Regions from separate parts of the Sander lucioperca genome. Here region 2 is linked to region 1. The links are chromatin contacts, called in public Hi-C maps. All regions are on one chromosome and are shown on one strand. Each heading gives the region's core, a stretch centred on a gene start, on an enhancer-like site or on the middle of the called end of the contact. The rest is flanking DNA. Distances are from core to core; before and after follow the strand shown.

Region 1 (3,240 bases), core at 524-3,023:
TAACGGCGAAGTGAAAGAGCAGATACACACAGATTAACTACTGGAACAACCAGAATGTAACCGATTCCTCCCTCCAAGGAGCTGTTCTGCCTTCCTGAAAGTGCTGACTTCCATATTCAAGTGTTTAAAGCACCCGCCCCAACAATTCTGAAAGTTAGCCAAGCATAAAGCAAAGCCAAAGACTTAATATCTTTGACATAGTGTGGTTATTTAAAAAAAAAATGCAGTGTGTAGGCTACATTTGCTGTTTAACAGCGTGTTAAAAAATGATAAATAGGCAATAGGTCAAGCTCAACGTTGTAAATCAATACCTTTATGTAAACTGGTATTACATGACATATTGGCAGAGCAATAAGAAACAGTGTGATGGGAAAACCCCACAGCATTTTCAGTTGTGAGGCCCAAACGCAACAAAAAGAGTGGAAGAAACCTTGGAGCCATCGTTTAGCTGAGGTTGTAGCTGACGGTGCGTTGGTAGCCTACAGAAGGGAAGTCATTTGATTTTTCTCTCTGCCTGACTTCCTCCCACACAGCAGGTAGCAGGCTATGTCTGGCATAATTACATCCAGACCTGAAGAGTGTTTTTGTTTTTCCAAAAAGTCCGCTTCCTCAGGACATTTTTTGAGAAAGAGGGGAGGGTTGCAGAAGATATGTTGTAGAAGTAGCCTATTATCCTCATTGCAAATAGCATCTACGCACTGAACCTGCATCATGGTGGTATAAAACAGACAATATTCTAAAGGGGGGGGGGCTCAAAATAATCTCTCCCTGTCTCCCGTAATAGCTTCGCTCCCAGCAATCACAATTGTCCTTTACTTTCATTAGAATTGCAAAGTTTGGAGTCCAGCCATGACTGGCGCTAATAACAAAATGCATAACTTATAAGGACAGACGAGCCTCCCTCTCTCCTCCTCCTCCTCCTCCTCCTCCTCTGCATAGAAGTAATGCATAATGAAATTAAGTCTTGTGATGTTCCTGTTTATGGTGGGAGGGAGCAGCATCCAGGCTGCTGGAGGCTTCAGGATGATATTCAGGAAAAAAACATTCATTCTTCTAATATGTCTGCTAGAATGGTGGTTTTACATTTGGATCTTACTTGACACAAGAAATAATTGCATGATCAAAGGACTTGACAGCTGTCAATAATACATGAAGAAATCAATGGTAAAGGATCAATGAGGGGTGACAGGCAAAGGGTGTGAGATCAAGGGATCAGGGCAGATGATACTTGGTTAAGCTGCTGCTGTAAGGGACATTTTGAATGTGATTTATGGATATGGATATATAATGGATCATACGACACATGATTTTAAGTATACATGTATATATTGTCTTGAAGTTTATAACTTGTAGGCTATTTATGTAGGCCTAATTATGCTGTTGGGGAGTATTTCGATTTTCCCACTTATTTTATACCACTTCTTGGTCCGGGATTCCGATATTTCCGCATAACATGAATGCAACACAATATTTCCGCATGACATAAATGCAACGAAAGCTCAACGGAAGCACCTGAGCAGAGCAGCGCCGAGACATGATAAGTCTACGGATATGATACATCCCTGTTAAAGATTCAGGGTAGTGTTTTTCTATAAAATAAAATAATAAAATTGTATAGTGTGTCTCGCATTATGCCGATAAAAGTCGTTTCTTAAAAGCCCATAGTGAAAACTAAGTAATAATCAGCAACACTTATTACTAACTAAAGTTTCAGTTTATTGACATTCATTTTTATTATTGTGAACGTTCCCATATTCTCGTGTGTCGATATGCGCGTGCGCGAGATCTTCCTCACAGCTGTCAGCATCAGACTCGGGTGGAGACGTGAACTATCTTGTCCTGTATACTATCTTTGTCAGGATCAACAGCTGGGTGGAACTCCGACGAAAAGTTGCTTCAATGACATTTTATATAGGGATGGCAGCTTGACTGTGAGACAAGCAAGTTGTTGTATTAACTGTTTATTTCCCCCGCGGTGCCATGGATTTTAATGTTAAGCGGTTAGCTGCAGATGCGGGTACTTTCCTGAGCCGCGCTGTGCAAGTAAGTTTGAACGTCTAACGTTAGTTCGTGGAAGTTGCTGCTAACCAACGTTAGCTGCTAGCTTAATTAACGTTAGTCGGGTTCCGTTAGCTCGCATGCTAAACAGCTAACGCTACCGTGTTGCTAAGTAGCCCGTTATCTTATCCTTCTATAACTTTATCCTTCAAAGTTGGCTGCAGTTACACTATAGCGTGTTTTCAAACAGTAACGTTACCTGCGAGACCACAGCCTCTATTGTAGCTAACGTTACGCTTAATTTGTTCAACTTAACTATCAGAGCAGGCCTCAGCAACTTTAGATAGAGGTAGCTATCAACATTAGCTAAGCAGATAACGTTTATTTTGTAAATTAGTCCCTCCAGCTTGCTGACGTTGGTGCTTTCCATCAAACATGCCTCGCATGACACCTCAGCCTTTAACTCTTTAACGTTAGTGTATCACTTTCCGGGCGACACTATGTGTCCACACTTTAACCGGATATTTTCTTTTTCAGTTTACAGAAGAGAAACTTGGCCAGGCTGAAAAGACAGAGTTGGATGCCCATTTGGAGAACCTATTGGTCAGAGCTGAGAACACCAAGCAATGGACAGAAAGGATTATGAAGCAGACAGAAGTCCTACTACAGCCCAACCCAAGTAAGACCACTGTTGACTCTGTGATGAGCTTGACTGGACTGACAAACAAAATGCTGACATACTGGAACCCTTTTTAGAGCAGTGTAGGCCAGGTACCCACTCCATGTTCCTCTCTCTATGAGGAGAAAGTCCCCAAACCCCATTTATAGATCTGTAATGCCACTCTAAATGTTCTGGTAGATTAATTATAATGGTTAAATGCTTCACTTTTGAATCCAACATTTGTAAATCAACTATTTCTGCTATATTATCAGAATAATATCAACTCTGAAAGTTGATATCTCGTTAACATATGTGTTGTACAAATGATAGCAGCTGCACTGAAGAGTAGCTCAATGATTCCAAAAAAATCCTGAATGAAGGAGACGTACATACATTGCCAGTAAGATAATTAATGCTTAACTTCTGAGATGTTGTTTGACATACATCAGTAGGTAGGGTGTCTGTGAAGTCTGTAAGCTCAGCTGTGCATCCTCCTCCGTTCACTCCGTGATGCCATATTGCTGTAGCACAACAAATCCAACAGACAGACCAGCTGCTGGTTACAGTCTTGTGTAACGGTC
Region 2 (3,240 bases), core at 426-2,925, 520 kb after region 1:
GTGGGTGGCTTGGAAGGAGCTCATTCTTTACGCTGGTAAAGCTGCGTAGCAAAAGAAGAAATACTATAAGCAGGTGAAAATCCGTATTATGTAACTTGCGTTTCATTTGGTTTCAAGGCTGGGAATATTAAAAGTTAACACACAGCAGTCCCTCTTGAGAGAGAAAGCTGTCACACAAACGACATCTTTGTCTTCTAACACGTAAACATTTAAGCTAATCGATGATCCACACACGTCACTATTTTATGCAGAGGTCACTCTCCAGTCAGACATATAGCAGTTATTAGGAACTTGTAAAGTAATACAACTATGTCACAGCCTGACCAAAAATACATTTTTGAAGCTGATAACAACATCGACACAGATATTATTATCAAGATATGTGATGAGCAGGATATTTAACAGTTGAAAAAAAATTAACTCAGTCCTCTCTGGTTGACTAACTGTAATGTTGTTGTTTTTTTTTTTTAATTATCTCAATCATATCTATGGGCTTTTTGTCCTGCAATTACTTGTTTTTTTTATAATTATTTTTATTATTTCCATCAAGAAGTAATACATATACCCACATACTGTGTATTTTCATACTCCAATCAGAGTACAACTCCTACTAGTAACAGTATTCCTCTACTCCACGGGATCTTAAACCACACTCATGCATGCTCATACTTTTACATACACACCTCCCCAACCATACACTCTCCATGCTTCCACTCATCCACATATACAATTTATCCACATTCCACATATATCTTTCACATTTTTGACACACAAACTCAAACACACACCAACACACAGTTTGACACACAAACCCAACCACCCACACACAGAGAATAAATACTGAAGCATAAAGAGAATAACGTGAGTGAATAACTAACGTTACAAATTGTGTCATATCAAGTTGTTTCCAGTATTCATGTCAATTTAGTGTCAAAAACACAACTAACACGGTTATTTTAAACAGAGTCATAGCTGTCTGTCCGTCTGTACGAGCATGGTAGGGGAATGTAATAGCTATTATACATATAACGTTAGCTAGGTGACACCAGATTAGTTTTAATTGTGGCAGTTGTCTCACCCGCTACGCAGAGAGTCCTGCACTCCATAAGCTCCCTGGGGACATAAGCCTGCCACAGGTACACTGTCTTTCAGCTGAGAGCGGAGTCCTCGAGTATTCTGTAACAAACAAACAAACGATACACATTCACCGTTTACAATTGGTAATATTTAGTTTGGCATACCTCAGTTACAAACACCGAAATCTAAAACCATCTTTAGCCAGCTTCATGAGCCTCATAGCTAAGCGCTAACTAGCATTAGCTCGAGTGACTAATCAAATTCACAACTACTGGATTTCAGAGGACACAAAGACAGAAGACAAAGGTGTGAGGAGGTGAAATAAATATGCACATAACTATAGAAAACAATATCATTGTAATTAATACGGTTACGATAGCATAAATTACATTACATAAGATAAGACAGCAAGCATACCATTGTGATTCCGTTTCTTCCACTTTCTTTTCGATACACTGTATTGCATATCCGGTTGGGTCGCGTTTTCATTACGACACATCCGGTACAAACCGGCGTTAATTTACTTTTACAAAAAAAACCGTTGTATTTTGCATCCTTGCACTTTACGCTGTAGCTGGATGGTTTTTGATCCGCGTGTGACAGTTCTACCAAATTATAACACAACAAAAGATGACACACTTTGGTCATAGCTATCTTTATAGATGGTGCACAAAGCGCTTATGATACAAGGGGGTATAGCTCAGTGGTAGAGCATTTGACTGCAGATCAAGAGGTCCCCGGTTCAAATCCGGGTGCCCCCTCTTTTCGAAAAAGTAATGTACACTTGTTTTGTCACTGATGATCAGTGACAGTGAATACAAAATCGTATAACTATGTTGTACTTGTGTAGTCACATTACAAAGCTCTACACACATATATATATATTGTCTCAGTATCTTTGGCAGTCACATTGTTTTAACAGTTTTTGGGTAGAATTGTGAGGAAAATAATTAATAATGTAGAAAATAACTTTTAATGGTGACATTACAGGCAAAATGTTCCACTAGCACAGAGGTCGACATACACTTAGTTTACTATATGAGTAGAGTAATCCAGTAATCCAATATTAGGCCTATGTCGGATATTCCGGTAGTATCTCTGGCCCAAAATAAAATCCACACAGACACAAGCCTATTAAAGATAGTCTTTAGGGACCGTTCGGTATTTATGGAATGGACCACCGGAGGAAAATAGGGGAGGGTCATGTGTTTTTATTTTTTGCTGAGGGGAGGTCATCCAACATTTTTTAGTCCAGGGGGGGGGTCACCCAATTTTTTTATTCATGAAAAGAGCAAAATTTCAAAGTGGCTTGTTTGGTGCATATTTATCCATGTAGCTCTCAGTCTCGGCCCCCTAGCAGATGGGTCTGACCCCATACGTGGAGTTTGCTGGGGGGGGCAGGAGGAGCACTGTTACATTTTAGTTGAATTTAAGCGTCTGTCTATTGCGTTCCAAAACAGCCGTGCCGCGATTGGATTTCATAAGGGCGAATTGTTAAATTGTTACAATGTAACTTAAAAACTTTAAAAATAAACATATGTGTTTTGGAATATAATGTTCAGCTTCGGCAGCTTTACCTATGTGCTAAAATATACAATGACGATAGTGACAAGTCCATAGCAACCAGTGTTGAATTGGTTATATCCCAGCGTCCTTTGCTGAATGGTCTCAATGTTTTATTGTTTTATTTCATGTGAATAGTTTACTAGAGGAGTAACTTAGTATTTGAAGTAATGCAGTAATGCATGAAGTGTGCATTTAGTTTCCATGCTTATTGTGTTTCCACAACAATGTTAGTGAGTAAATCTACTGAAATGGCCACCACAAAAAGAGAAAGCAGAGGTTAACTTGTGCACATCATGGCTGTAAAAATCAAATGGTGTGTGTACTTCTTTGCTAAGTGCAAACTTGCACGCGAGAGGAGGGTCATGGGAAAATTATTACTGACGAGGGGAGGGTCACGTCTTTTTAGGTTAGAGGCCACAAAACTCCTCCGGTGGCCCCTTAATTAAATAACGAACAGTCCCTTATTATAAATAAAATGAATGGCAGAAAAGTAGGCACATACTGAAGTCTCCAGTGAAATGTATCCATCACATCCTTGTATTTTCTTTTTATTATTCCTGTTCATACACTTCTAACATTCAAAGGTGGGTGTCACAA

The links. A called contact is a pair of places that touch in the nucleus more often than the background predicts.
Region 2: a Hi-C map of muscle shows a contact between it and region 1, with 2.5 times the contacts expected there. The contact joins the promoter of LOC116046304 here to the promoter of sh3glb1a in region 1. A contact is called at or near these places in 2 of 2 Hi-C or Micro-C datasets (liver and muscle).

The regions. Positions count from the first base shown.
Region 1 is chr1:16,615,768-16,619,007 of SLUC_FBN_1.2, forward strand. sh3glb1a (endophilin-B1a) reads left to right here and starts at 1,774. Exons shown (of 9, transcript XM_031294645.2): 1 at 1,774-2,043; 2 at 2,536-2,677. The coding sequence starts at 1,981.
Region 2 is chr1:17,138,659-17,141,898 of SLUC_FBN_1.2, forward strand. LOC116046304 (proteasome maturation protein) reads right to left here and starts at 1,676. Exons shown (of 6, transcript XM_031294623.2): 1 at 1,495-1,676; 2 at 1,079-1,176; 3 at 1-41. The coding sequence starts at 1,566. trnac-gca (a tRNA gene) reads left to right here and starts at 1,767; the gene lies at 1,767-1,838.